Regions from separate parts of the Mus musculus genome. Here all the other regions are linked to region 2. The links are chromatin contacts, called in public HiChIP or PLAC-seq maps. All regions are on one chromosome and are shown on one strand. Each heading gives the region's core, a stretch centred on a gene start, on an enhancer-like site or on the middle of the called end of the contact. The rest is flanking DNA. Distances are from core to core; before and after follow the strand shown. Region 1 has its middle 23 kb from the start of Trim8. Region 2 overlaps Cnnm2 (cyclin M2). Region 3 overlaps Sufu (SUFU negative regulator of hedgehog signaling).

Region 1 (4,285 bases), core at 262-2,761, 340 kb after region 2:
GCAGCCACCACCAGCAGGGCAGGGAGGAGGGAAAGGGCTTCTGTTCCCTGCAGAGCATCTGCTGGTCCAGCGCTTGGTGGATAGAGGTGTGTGTGTGTGTGTGTGTGTGTGTGTGTGCGTGCCTGCGTGCGTGCGTGCACACTCTGAGAACCAGTCACAGGCATGGACCTGTGGAAATACAGTCTGTAACCAGCAACCAGACCTCCACACATCAGGGGCAGCTGAGAAAAAAACAGTTAAGTCAGTATCCTTTTGCCCCAGAAACAACTTATTTATTAATCTTACTTAACCTTGGCAAGGACACTATTAACTGGAGATACTGAGTTACTTGTCCAAGATCTCACAAGAAGGAGACAGAGGAGTCAAGGCCGGCTCACTGGGCATGGTGGTGCATACCTTTAATCCCAGCATTCCAGAGGCAGAGAGAGGCTGGCAGATCTCCAATTTCAAGGCTAGCCTAGTCTACAAAGAGAGTTCTGAAACACTTACACAGCTACACACACAAAAAATATCACCACCACCATCATCATCGTAATATCGATAAAAGACAGGCTCACATTATGTTATTCTGGCTGGCCCAAACCCACTATGTAGACCAGAGTGGCCTCAGACTTACAGAGATCCTCCTGCCTCTACGCTGGCACTAACCCAGTTCCTTTTTGACTTCCAAAGCTGTGATCTTAGAAGCCCAGAAAGAAGGCTGGAGGGCTGGCTTGGTGTGTAAGAGCACTGGCTGTTCTTGCAAAGCACCCAGGTGCACACAGTGCACCGACATAGATACAGGCAAAACACCAATATGTGAAAAATAAAACAACAGCAATCTTTTAAAAAATTAAAAAATAAAAAAAGTTGTTTTGAAAGAAAGAACACAGGAATCCCCTTCACAAAGAACTACAGAGCAATTTCCTTCCTTAGTGTGAAGTGCGGTGTTCCAGGGACAAAAAGCCCTTGCTAAAGAAATTAAATATTAATGACAGAATTTTAGAGAGCAAATGGGGTGCAGGAGTGGGCAGAAGTCTTGGCTGGGGTACCTGAAGCTGGGGGGCTGGGGACCAAACAAACTGTTGCCTCTTCTAGTGATTGGCTGAGTGGATTCTGCTAAGTAGTCACCACAGCCACGTGCTTCCAACAAGGAGCGTGGAGCACCCAGGAAACGTGCTCCCAACAAGGAGTGAGTGTGGAGCACCCAGGAGCCGGAGCCCGCATGCAGCTTGGGCTCCTGCTGGCTCCTCGTTTGGAAGCCCTGGCTCTCCATCAGGACCATCAGTGGCTAGGAGCACCTGGAGGACAGGCCTCCAAGGCACAGTAAGGTGGGCCAGGGATGACCTCACTCGGCCTTTGGACCTTCCCCTAGCTGCTGCTCCCAAGGCCACCAGCACAGGGCGCCAAACAGGAACCAGCCCCACCCTTAAAAACAAAAGAAAGCAGCTGGGCTCAGCTGGGAGCGGGTTCTGGGCTAAGTCTGTTGCTTCCAGTCTGAACCAGAGATTGGCCAAGTTTGATCTAGGTCATTGGAGCAGCAGTCCTGACCGTCCACTCTGACTTCCCGAAGGGAGGGGAGGAAAAAGAGCGGCTTGCAGGACAGACACGCCCCCTCCACACACCCACAGCTTCTGCCTGCTGAGCAGTCTTGAAAACTAGAGCCCAAAGAGGCCTGTCATCTGTCTCCATTTTCCTCCTTCGGACCCACATTGGACAGACTTCACACACTGGCTAGCATATCCTGGCCTTTTCTTTCAGTCAGGTATCCATGTGTAGGGCACAAACTTCACATTCATCCTTAGGAATGGCTTATCTGTGTCACTAGCTCCTCCCCGCCTGCTTTCCCCATCCCATCTCCGTACACTCTTCAGAGCCCACCAGCCTCCCTCCCTGTCTTACTTGCACCAAAAGGTCAGAATCAGGGAAGAACAACAGTCCCCACATCAGCCCCCATACACAGAACGTGGCTGATCTGGGGCTTTCCAGTCCGATGGGCTGGGACTTCCCTTAAGCTCCCAGATGACAGAGCTAAAGCAGTTTCCCTGCCACAGATGGCTTTTTGGAAAAGAGGGGATCATCTTTGGTTGCCACCAGTAGCCCATCCTGAAGCCAGAAGACTGACTTAATCCAGCCCGACTCTTCCCCTCAATACACCGAGCCCCCGAGATAGATTTCATCCTGACTCGCTCTCGGCCTCTCTCCACCCTAAGACCTGCAAGAACTAGCAGGGCAGTGAGTTGGGCAGAGAGAGAGTGGGAGGGAGCAGGATTCATTCCGCGGCTGGGATATGCTGATCCAGGCAGGAGGCGGGGCCTGCACAGCTGCAGGCAGCCCCCCTGCCCTGAGCCCGTGAATGGGCATGCACCCTCCCGCCTGCCTGAACTGCTCCTGAAACAGTTGGTCCTAATGAACACTGCGCAGGCAGGGCAGCTGTGGGCATTATCCATATGCATGGGAGGTGTATATTTATCCTCACATCCCACTCCACTCTGCAGCTGCCGCCATCTCCTGTGCCAGGAGAGTGAGCGGGTACCAGGGCCCAGGCTGCTCTTCCCACCCCCACCCCACGTCCTAGCCTTCCCTGGCTAACCCACACCACAGCCTCCACTTGACCCATTTAGAGGCAGAAGTGCGTGTGTGTGTGTGTGTGTGTGTGTGTGTGCGCGCGCGTTTGTACGCACTCAAATGTGTGAGTGTATTTGAGAGCGAGTGTAAGACAGTGCGCACACATCCAGTTGGCGCTTTTGATTTCCTCTGAAGCCTCTTGATTGCAGGCACACAATGGCATCTTGCTGCCTGCCCTGCTCCCTCAGCAGCCTGGGGTTCTGTGCTGCCTCCTCCCTAGAGCTGAGATTTTTCTGCTGACTCTGGGCACAGGGTTGACAAACCAGGAAGAGAAGCCTGAACTAGGCTCCCACCCTTGACCCTGGTCCTTTCTAAGCCCCCATATCCACAGTGGCTTGTATTCCTTATCTCTCCCCACATTCTCTCCTGCTTCTGGCCCCTCCTCCCTGTGGAGGTCAGAGCTATTGTGCAAAAAGGCAGTCCCCTGCCTGAAACCTGCTTTCCAGGTTTCTAGGGCTCTCAAGCTCAAAACAAATCCTCCTCCTCCCCCTCCTCCTCCTCTTCCTTCACCCCCCTTCTTCCTTTTCTCTTCCTCTTCCTTTTCCCTTCCTCTTCCTCTTCCTCCTTCTCTTTTCAAACAGAGTCTCTATATAGCCACTGGATCACCACATGGACCCTACATTCTATTTATTATATGTAACTACACTGTAGCTGTCTTCAGACACTCCAGAAGAGTCAGATCTCCTTACGGATGGTTGTGAGCCACCATGTGGTTGCTGGGATTTGAACTCCTGACCTTCAGAAGAGCAGTCGGGTGCTCTTACCCACTGAGCCATCTCACCAGCCCGGACCCTACATTCTAAATGAGCTCTCCTCCTTGCCCTCCGCTAGAACTCCCACACCTGCTCCAAGAGTGAACGTCTCTCTCCTTTGTGCCTCTCTGTTTTATCTCTCCTTTGGGACATGATTAAGCGCCGCCTGCGTAGAAGCTGAGGGCTACCACTGCTTAGGTTAGGAACTTGGTTCTCCTGCCCTTATTCATTGAGCAAGTATCTCCGGAGCAGAAGCAAAACTCTTACAGTGGCCTCAAGTTCCCTCACTGTCTGGATGACCTCATCGTTCACTACCCTGTTCCTCCCTCACTCTTTCCAACCACATTCACCCCCTGACTCTTCCTGAAATGAACTTCTGCCGGAAAGCTGCGAGCTCATTTCTCCCGCCCGCCCTGCTTGCTATTGCTTCAAATAGCTCCGGATTTGACCCTCACATGCATACATTCTTGAAGTTTTCTTTCTTCCTTCCTTTCATTCTTTTTCTCTTTCCTTCCTTCTTTCTTTCTCTCTTCCTCTCTCTCTCTCTCTCTCTCTCTCTCTCTCTCTCTCTCTCTCTCTCTCTTTCTTTCTTTTTGACAGTGTTTTCTCTGCTTAGCCCTGACTGTCCTATCCTAGAACTTGCTCTGTAGACCAGGCTGGCCTCAAAATCAGAGGTCTGCCTGCCTCTTCCTCCCAAGTGCTGGCATTGAAAGTGTGTGCTACTATCACCCCAGTATTTTTGAAGTTTTCTGCTCAGTAGAGCCTACCTACCTAGCTCCCTGTATAAGAACCTACAGACCACCCCCCTCCTTCTCATAGCCCCACCCCCTAACTCACTTTCATTTTCCTTGGTGGTATTTGCTGCTAACCCATGATTACTTATTTACTGTTGTCATCTGCCTCTTCCTCATTAGATTATCAGCTCT
Region 2 (4,524 bases), core at 1,113-3,612:
GCGCCCTTTAAAGTTGGCATCTAGAGAATAGTGTGCCTGGCACATGGGAGGGAGGGCTCTTTGAGGGGTGAGCCCTTAAGAAGGGAAAGAGAGGCAAGTGGCAGCAGGAACAAAGATAGCATTTACAGAAGGAAAGGGTGGAAGTGCTCAGTAGTATAGGTGCCATGATATTCTCGTCCTGAAGAGCCTTGGCGTGCACAGCACCAATGCATACCACTTCTAGAGATGGCTGCTGCCCGCTTCTCTACCGAACTGTGCAGAGCCAGAGCGTCACAGTGACCTCTGTGTCACGATGACTTCTGTGTCCAGTGCGTCCTATTGCTTTTGCAGACCACACAGCCTGTGTGTTCCAGGTCTCTGCAAGTGGGTGTGAGCTCCTACTTTGTGATCAACCAGTCCAAGCAGTCAGAGCCAGACTGTGGAAAGAAGCCCGGGGCGGCCTCTCAGGAAGGAGGCAGGCCGATAACCTGACAGGACTCTCTACTGTGCTGGGAGCCTCACCCAGTAACCACAGAAACACAGACTCCTAAAGACTGCTCCCACCAACCATGCCCAGGCACTCTGGGTTTATCCCTATGAGGTAGGAGGGCAAGAAGCTCTTTAGGTAATTTCAGGAGGATGTGAGATTTGGAGTCTCATTTTCTGGCTGTTTGTGAACAAGGGTTACAGATCTGGAAACTGATTTTTGGTCTCAAAGACTCCCACAAAGGCACAGGGGCCTGGTCTGCTGACTAATGAAAGATGGCTAGAGAGATTCCATACCCACCCCCGAGATGACAGCCATCCCTTAAGTCCTTCAGGGCAGACACCAGGCAGGGTAGGAACAGCTACCCACTCCCCTCTCGGATGCCAAGGAGTCTCAACTATCAGTGCACTGCGGATGCTGGGCTGCAGCTCCCATGGTGGGTTCCCTGAACTGGCAGTAGATAAGAGCCACCAGGTTTTCATTTCATTATCTACTGTTGCCATCACTGCAGAGAAGACCACATATTTTTAACGGGCCCTCCGATGTAGAAAAAAATAGTCTCAAAACATGCCCTGGAACTGACCATGGAAAGCTCCACCCCTCTCTCCCTTCCCTCCCACCACTGACAGAGTTGAAACAGCAGCACTCAGGCTCAGTGGCCACTTTCAAAGTTAGAGCAGATTCAAAAGGAAGGCAGGAAGCAAGAGGGAGGCAGGACTCTGGAGGAGGCTGAGGGGGAGTGAACATGATTAAAACAGCACACACAGTGAAATCCTCCGCAGACAAGCACACACACAGAAGCTAACACATGAGAAATAAAATCCCAGCATGGGGCTGGGCAGTCCAGTCAGTTCACCAGTTTGGAGCACTTGTTGATCTTGCAGAGGACCCAAGTTTAGTTCCCAGCACCTACAAGGCAGCTTACAACCATCCATAACTCCAGTCCCAGGGTATCTGAGCCCCTCTTCTGGCCTTCAAGGGCACCAGGCACACACACAGTGCACAAAAAAACATGCAGGCAAAACACTCATACACAAAAATAAAAAGACAAATCTAAAAAAAAAAGTACTAAAACCTCAGATTAAAGGACCCTCCCCAGGGAGAGAGGAGAGAGAATTTTCGGAGGGGAAACTAGGAAAGGGGCTAACATTTGAAATGTAAATAAAGAAAATATCTAATGAAAAATAAAATAAATTAAAAAATGAAAAAAGGCCCCTCCCCCCCCCCCAGGCCCAGCACTGGCTAGTTCTCCATTTGCTCGAGTTTAAAGCTGCTGCGCCCCGCCCCTCCACAGAGGGAAGCTTTTCTGACAGGCAGGTTCTGGGGACAACAGGAACATCTGTTTATATAAGTGTCAGTAGTTTCAAATAACCTCACCGGGCTGAGCTTAGGGCCATCCCTACTGGGAAATGGCTTAGAATCAAGTGGCTGCCCCCACACAGCGTTTCCTTATAGGAAAGGCTCTACGTTACTGACTTCACTTTTGAAATATTCATAAGCTTACTCTATAAATTAAAAAAAAAAAACAGAACAGGACATGAGGGGCTTCAGCCTTTCTCAGAGGAGCTAGGGTGATTTGTAAATGGATAGGGTGAGAAGGAGGCCTATCTGGATATGCTGGCATGTCACTATTATCCCAACTCAGGAGGCAGAGATAGGAAAATCACAAGTTCAAAGCCAGGCTATATAGCAAGGTCCTGTCTAAAAATAATTCTTAATAACAGTCTTAAAGAGGCTCTGGAAGGACATGTAATTCTGGAGCAAGGATGGCTTCCTACGTAAGAAGTCAGTCACAGAATCTCCGCTTCCTCCGGATCCTAGTCAGATATGACGCTATCTGAGTCAGTATGGCCCAATAACCCATGCAGTAGATAACCTTGTGGTTACTGTGGCCGGTCCACTCTTGGGCTGGGTGCTTCCTGTGCTCGTTGCAGTCACAAAACCACCACTGGGGCTCGCTTTCAGAGAGGAGAGAGCCGGCTGCAGATGTGGCTCCATTGGTCGGGTGCTTGCCCGGCATATACAAAGCGTGGTCTGCATAAAGCTAGGTGCGTGCCTGTAAAGCCAGTGCATAGGAGGCAACGCTCAAGGCCAGCCTGGACTGTCTGCGATCTTGTGACAGATGAAAAGAGGGAAAGGAAAGGGAAAATGGGAAAGAAGCCAGGGAAGTGGGTGCCAAGAGGACAATGTGGGGTGTCTCCTGCCCATGCCACTCAGAGCTGCCCGTCTGCTCCTCGTGTGGCTGCGGCACTTACAAGCTATCTAGTCATGGCTTTGTATCTGGTGGCTGTACATGGGAGCCTAGGATTCTGCAAGCTCACCTCAGAAATGGATATTTTAAAAAATGGTGGGCAAAAATATTAATTCATACATATCCATCTGGTTGTTTACAACCATACTCGTGTACTAAGAGGCAAGACTCAAATCCCAGTGGCTAAGCTCGATTCTGCACCAACTGGGAGCATTCGACAAGATCATGGGCAATTCCCGTGCACGTCGAGGTTGGAGAAACCCTGAGCAGGAGAGCACAGAAAAGAGAGCGCATGGCAGTCCCAGAGACAGCTCAGACACGTCCACTGCAGGTCAAACAGTGGCAGCGTGCACCCAAAGAACAGTGAGAGTCGTTTAAACGCAGCCAAAGACCTGAGAGGTTACAAATAAACACTAATCTGAGAAGGGAGTGAAACCCACTTTAGAGCAAACATGTCTTTTAAATCTGTATCAGAAGCTTTGAGAAATATGATGGGACAGCTGAAGAGGAGGAGGAAGAAGAAAGGGGTATTTATTAATCTGTATGTGACAAGAGCAAGAGTAATGCCAGGGGAAGTTCCTGTCCACTAAACGCCTGGCAGAGGCGGGGCCCAGGCTTTCTGTTTACTGTGCTGGAGACTGCTCACAGTCTGCCCTGTGCTGGGGAGAGCAGTGGCTTATTTGGATATTTAGATATGTTACTTCCCGGAGGATGGATAAGACCTCCCCACACACAGACACACAGCCACTATAGAAATGACAGTGATCTGGTCCAGCTTGCCTTTTGGTAAGAAAAACTGTGTCTAGCAGTTACAGTTACGGTGCATATAAGTGAGAGAAGACACACCTAACCCTTGAGAGACTTGGAAGCCCCAGGGAGTGGGGGGTTGGGGGTGGACATCCTCTTGGAGATGGGGAGTGCAGAGTGGGAGAGAAGGAATGGGACGAGAAACTGTCAGAAGGCAGACCAGGAGGGGGATAATGAATACAAATTAAAAAACAAAAACAAAAACAGGCAGGCTCTCACACTATTCAGGTTGGCCTTGAATTCAATCTGCAGCTGAGGGTGACCTGGAACTTCTGACGTCACCTTGATTTCCTCAGGGTGCAGACTATGAGTGAACACCTCCCATACTCATTTAAGCCGTGCTCAGGATCAAACCCATGGCTTTAATCAGGAAGGCAAGCACTCTCCCAATGGGGTGTGCCCCCAGCTACCACCATGTCGTATTTCACTCCTGATTTCATTATCATCTACCTAGGTAGGCTTCTGAAACTTATCTTTTTTTCTATTTACTACGCGGTGCACTGGGACACAGTTAAGTCACCCAGTCTATATTCTAAAGGCAGGAGGGGGATCAGGAGTTCAACAAGGTTGTCCTTACTTGCATAGCCAAGTATGAGGTCAGCCTGACAATACAAGATACGCTGCCTGCCTCAGAAAAGCAAAACTGACCCTCCCCAAAGAGCATTCTGTGTTTGACTATCTCTAACTCTTCATTTTATCATACTGGTTATGTAATTTAAAATTATCATCTAATTGTTCCTGGTATGCTGGTGGAAAAACACTCCCATCACACTGTGTGCCGTGGGGGCACAGCAGGTGAAGCACCTGCCACAACACCCGAGGACTATGGTTGGGTCCTGGAACCAACGTGCTAGAAGAGAACAGACGCCCAAGGCTGACCTCTGACCTCTCCATGCTCACCATGGCACATGAAGATGGATGTGCAGTTGTGCATGCAGCTGTGGGCTTGCTGGAGGACAACCTTAGGTGGTGGCGTTCTCTAAACTACGTCCCTCCTTAT
Region 3 (4,778 bases), core at 1,415-3,914, 410 kb after region 2:
AGAGGGGCTGCCTTTCTGGGAAGCAGGAAATAGGGCTCCGGAAAGAAAGAAATCCCCTGGTCCTGAGGTGGGAGATGAGCCAGAGATAGGGTTTGTTTCTGAAGAAGAAAATGAGGCCTGTGTCTAAAAGTAATTCTATAAATGAGCCAGTTATGACACAGCTCATTATTTCTAGAATCATCGGGGCTAATGAGAGGTCTTTCTTACAGTGAAATAAGCCTGGCAATCTGCTAACATGGACCTAGCTTGTCCTCGGTGCCATGTGAGAGCTTGTCCCTATTCATGCTACAACCAGTTAGTTACCTGAGTTCCTCTGGTGAGATCATTATTATCTCAGAGGCACAGCCCGCATGGTCCTCACCTCACGGTCCCTGAGCACAGGGCAAGGAGGACCACACTTGTTGAGTGTGCCCTAAGCTACTTATCAGCTCCCTGGCCTCACCTTTTTCTTCTGTAAAAAGGAAAATACATAATAGCATCTACTTCTTACAGTGGCTTCGAGGATGAATTAAATTAATACTGGTATAAACTTTTGGCTGCTATGGATATATGAAATTAGCAAGTAGCCAATTCCCCAAGTAGGCCAGGACCCAGCGGCTGATGCTCAGCCAGATCAGCTGTTCTAAACCAATCCATCTCTGAGACCTTAGGTCAGATCCAGACCCACAAAGACCTATGCATCAGACTGCCTAGCCCAAAGTCCTGACGAAAGGAAAACTGGCCAGGCAGACCAAATAGGGCCCATGCTGTGACGGCAGCTTCCCAGGGGGAGAAGGGCAAACAGCGGTGCCAGCACATTTGGGACTGGCTTTCTCTGTCACCATCTTTATGGTGTGTCTGAAACGAGGTCAGGTCCCAGGGTGGGCAGCACAGATATTACAATGGTGCTTGCTAATCTCAACTGAGCTGACCGTTGTTGAGTTGGAGACAACAGAGAGCGAGACTCTGGGAGCTCTGAGAGCACGCTGGGGTGGTCCTAGCCGGGGAGTGAGGAGGAGAAACCACTGCTCAGCTGCTTGTTAAGTTGGCAAACAGGACCAAGAACCTCAGAGGGAGACATTGTCACCCCTCCGGATGTCAGATTTCAGCTCCTTGGGGACCTTGAGCTGCAGGGAGAGCAGATGACTCCAGACCTATTCTCACTCATGTCTTTATACCAGCCAATGCAGAGCAAAGAGTGGGGACAAAGGGGACAGTCTTCTGCCAAGTGCCCAGCCCACCACTTCCTTACTGCCCAGTTGTGGTGTCTACAGGAACTGAGAGTCCAGCCTGTGCCCCATGCAGTGTCTAGGGACACAATAGTCAGACACATAAACAAGACAGAGAATGAGATATCAGGCATGTCTCAGGTCAAAGAAGGCCAACAAGGGGCTCCCCGAAAGCTCTCTGTCAGAAGCCCTGGCCTTCTTTGAGAGGTGGGAGGGCCATTTGGAAGGTGACTGGCTCCACATTCCATGAGAACTACTGGAGGCTACAAGCCCATTACTGGCCTACCACCAGTGCCAAGGAAGTCGGTATAAGAATTCATACTTGGGGCCTAGGGAGGAGCACAGCTCTGGGTCAGGGTCCAGGCTGCAGGTGGAAAGCTTCCAGATGCCCCATGACACAGCTTGGCTATCTGCTACTGCCAGAGCAAAATCCAAGCAACTTAAGAAAGTCATTGGCTGCAGCTAAAGGCGCTGGGTAGCACTGGAGGCCTCCCCACGCTGTTAGAGAGCTCAGGTTTTCCTGCCTCTGGATGGCAGGTACACCAGGCAAACAACAGTGGCCGGAAGCAAGCCCAGAGTAACCCTGTGGGTACCCTAAGCAGCTCCCAGGGCGCATCCTCAATGCTGACCAGCCAGGCCTCTGCTCCCAAGTCCCTGTAGCAGCTTCCCACGCTAGCTGCAGGCCTCGCCACACAGTCCGGGTCCTCTCTCTCCACACATGCTGCCTATTCCACATACTGTGTTTGCCATCGTGCGCTGCATCACTGATCTTTCCAGGATCATGAATCAGCAACCGCAGCCTGATTCCAAACCCATGGTCATTTTTCAACAAACTGTATATGCAGTCAGATTGCACATACCATGACTGGTTTATTGTTTCCCCCAAAGGAAGGCCCTGTGCATCCCAAATGGCCCCAGGGCTTGAGGTTGCCACACAGACTTCGTAGAGGGTAGGTGGATCACCCTAGTCTTGTAGGATTAGTCCAACTCCTTTTCCACCCTAGCCCGAGCAATTTCCACCCAGGCAGGCGAGGTCCCAGCTCTGAGTGGCCAGCACCCTAGGCCATTATACTGTGCAAGAAGGGAGTTCCCAGCCCACCACTTCCCTTCTAACAAAGGAGGAGGTGGGAGGAGGACAGGTCTGACCTCCGGGGTTGGCTGGTTTCTCCTAAGGACTACAGGACCCTTAGACAGGCAGCAGAGGCCTGCAAAGGACTTGCCTTCCCCTCTCTGGGCCCCAGGAAAGGCAGGCAGGAAGAAGGGCCTCAGCAGCAGGCATGCAACTCAGGGCTAGCCAGACAAGGAGGTCCCTGGGGTTGTAGCTATCAGCCAGAGCCCAGGCTCCAGGAAGGAAGGAAGGGCAACTCTGACCCAGAGTGAGATAAGGAGGGGACTGGCTTAGCACAATGGGCTCCCACAAGGCTCACAGGCCCTCAGTCAGATTTCTGTCCCAACCTGGACTCTCTTCTGTTCACACAGCCCATGTAAATATTTACTGCTGTTTGTACTCATGGTCTGCAGAGTCCCCTTTGAGGTCCTTTGCTACAGTCCACAGATCCGTGTGCCCTGCCTGGATCAGGGCTGCCTTTAAACCTACAGACTCGGGGTCCATTCAACAAGAACCATGTACACTCTTCCCCTCATGCAATCCTCAGGGATGGCCCCTCGAGAAAAACACCGTCCTTTTGTCCTAGCCCCAGAACACAGACACTTACGGAGCCCTGTCGTGGGTGAGGCCGTTCTGTCGCTGAGAATTGATTGGTGGAAGGACAGGTTTGCTGTTAATCTCCAGTCCCCGCCTCAGGGTCTCCCGGATCTGCTCTGTGTCTGCAATGAAATCACAAAGTTGCCGGAAGGCCCTCTGGGCTCCCAGCCTGAGAGAGCCTAGAACAGTGGTGGCAGCACTGGTGAGAGGCAGGGCATGGTCACACGTCAGCAGGCCCAGCACTCACTCAGCAGTGGCGGCTGAAATACGAGTTCAACAAGCTTGAGATCAGCTTGGGTGGGCTACACACAATAAAGGAAGAAAGGAGAAAAGGAGAGATGGATGGGCCGGCAGTACTAGTGGAGAAGGCACGACCAGCAACTTTGCGGTGTGACTTGGTACTGTACAGTGAATCATTTTACAATAATTAAAAAACAAACAATGCTGGGCATGGTGGTACATGTGTGTAATCCCAGCACATGAGCGTGTGAGGCAGGAAATGAGAAGCCAGCTTACGCTGCAGAGAGCAAGAGAGCCTGTCTGCGAGGTAAACAAGAAGTAAAAGAGCAGCGATGACTGCAGCTATAGACATGACTGCCAGCCTCTCTACGGCATTCCTCTGTCAGAAGCAACTGGACGTGAGCCCCTGACACAGGAAAAGAAAAGGGCTCAGATGTTTGCACTAGAAGTTGAAGTTGCGGAGGAGGAGGAGGAGGCAGCTCAGGAATTCAAGGTCATCCTTAGCTTCACAGAAAGTTAGAGGTCAGCCTAGGCTACATGAGACCCTGTCTCCAAAGTAAACCAAGTCAGGTATTTTATTCAAGGCCAAAGGCATTTTATTCTTTGATAAATGAAAAAGAAGAACTGAGAAAGGAAGGAGACAGAAAGCCTTAAACATACATGTATATAAATGGCCACTTTTCCTTTGGCATTAGCCAGGGACAGCCTTAGCAAAACAAAACTAAACAAAACAAAAAAAACCCCACAAGTCCTTCTGGAGCCAAGAGCAGCATGGGAGCATCCAACAGGACGCCACATCCTCCTCCTCCTCCGAGAGCTTACCCAGAAGGCAGAGGCAGAGGGAGCTAACTTGCCACAGACTCTGGGACTGCAGAGGAGGCCAGTGTCGGGCTTCACACTCGCTCCCTCTCATTAAAAGCCCAGGAAGGTTCAAGGAGAGAGGTTCTCAGGCTTGGCATGGCCTTCAGGCCAGAGCTGGGGTCTGTGTCAGTTCTGTGGTGGTGAACATACGCTGTAGTGTCTTTGGGTGGACTGTGTACATTTTCTGTTAACTATTCCATGGTTCATACTCACATACATGAGGTCAGATTCCAAGGGGCAGAGTGTACACACAGAGTATACTAGTGTGTTTGAAATGCACACAGGAAATAGCTACAAACAGGCCAATAATGCTCATATATAGTTCACCCACATTGGAAAAATTCATTTGTCAGAAAATAATCAGAGTGGGCTGCTATTTAGTTAGAGACTTGTCCTGGGGAACCTGGAAGGAAGGGAGCAAGGCAAGGGAAGGTCTCAACCTTTGCCAGACAGCCTCCGAGGCTGTGTGCCGAGGCAGATGCTCCGGCTATCCTCTTCATCCTCCGGAGGCCGGCTGAGGTCATCCCAGGCACACTTGGCACTGACGCCGCTCAGGTTAGAACCGTCTGTCTCAATGCCTTTGTCAACTCTCTCCTGCTTGAAAAGAACCAAAGAGTCAGAGTGCCTTCAGTGAACTCATGTGCCCCAAGGTTACTGACCCTGGCCCAGCCACTCCACTTCCAGTATTAGCCCTTGTAGGTGCTGAGCATGGACAGCTGCTATGAGATCAGGGTCTCATTGACCTTGTTCTGTTACAAGCATAA

The links. HiChIP or PLAC-seq counts read pairs in DNA pulled down with a chosen protein or histone mark.
Region 1: a contact with region 2 is called in an HNF4G HiChIP or PLAC-seq map of pancreatic cancer cells. The contact joins two enhancer-like sites. A contact is called at or near these places in 1 of 484 Hi-C or Micro-C datasets (granulocyte-monocyte progenitors) and 2 of 115 datasets of contacts at active chromatin or transcription factors (microglia and pancreatic cancer cells).
Region 3: a contact with region 2 is called in an HNF4G HiChIP or PLAC-seq map of pancreatic cancer cells. The contact joins two enhancer-like sites. A contact is called at or near these places in 1 of 484 Hi-C or Micro-C datasets (the Ba/F3 cell line), 1 of 115 datasets of contacts at active chromatin or transcription factors (pancreatic cancer cells) and 2 of 9 other capture datasets (embryonic stem cells and pancreatic islet).

What each region holds. Positions count from the first base shown.
Region 1 is chr19:46,522,012-46,526,296 of GRCm38.p6, reverse strand. No RefSeq gene overlaps it. Among named protein-coding and RNA genes, the nearest start is that of Trim8, 23 kb to the right of the region's middle. Within about 2 kb of position 1,511, at least 254 of the 459 cell types and tissues checked have an H3K27ac peak or open chromatin away from gene starts, as enhancers often do. A contact at or near this core is called in pancreatic cancer cells, where this site is marked.
Region 2 is chr19:46,861,554-46,866,077 of GRCm38.p6, reverse strand. All of the region lies in intron 4 of Cnnm2 (cyclin M2), which reads right to left. Among named protein-coding and RNA genes, the nearest start is that of Nt5c2, 98 kb to the left of the region's middle. Within about 2 kb of position 2,362, at least 93 of the 459 cell types and tissues checked have an H3K27ac peak or open chromatin away from gene starts, as enhancers often do. A contact at or near this core is called in the Ba/F3 cell line and pancreatic cancer cells, where this site is marked.
Region 3 is chr19:46,452,992-46,457,769 of GRCm38.p6, reverse strand. It overlaps Sufu (SUFU negative regulator of hedgehog signaling), which reads right to left. Exons shown (of 12, transcript NM_001025391.2): 7 at 4,455-4,608; 8 at 2,924-3,035. Among named protein-coding and RNA genes, the nearest start is that of Trim8, 46 kb to the left of the region's middle. Within about 2 kb of position 2,664, at least 154 of the 459 cell types and tissues checked have an H3K27ac peak or open chromatin away from gene starts, as enhancers often do. A contact at or near this core is called in the Ba/F3 cell line and pancreatic cancer cells, where this site is marked.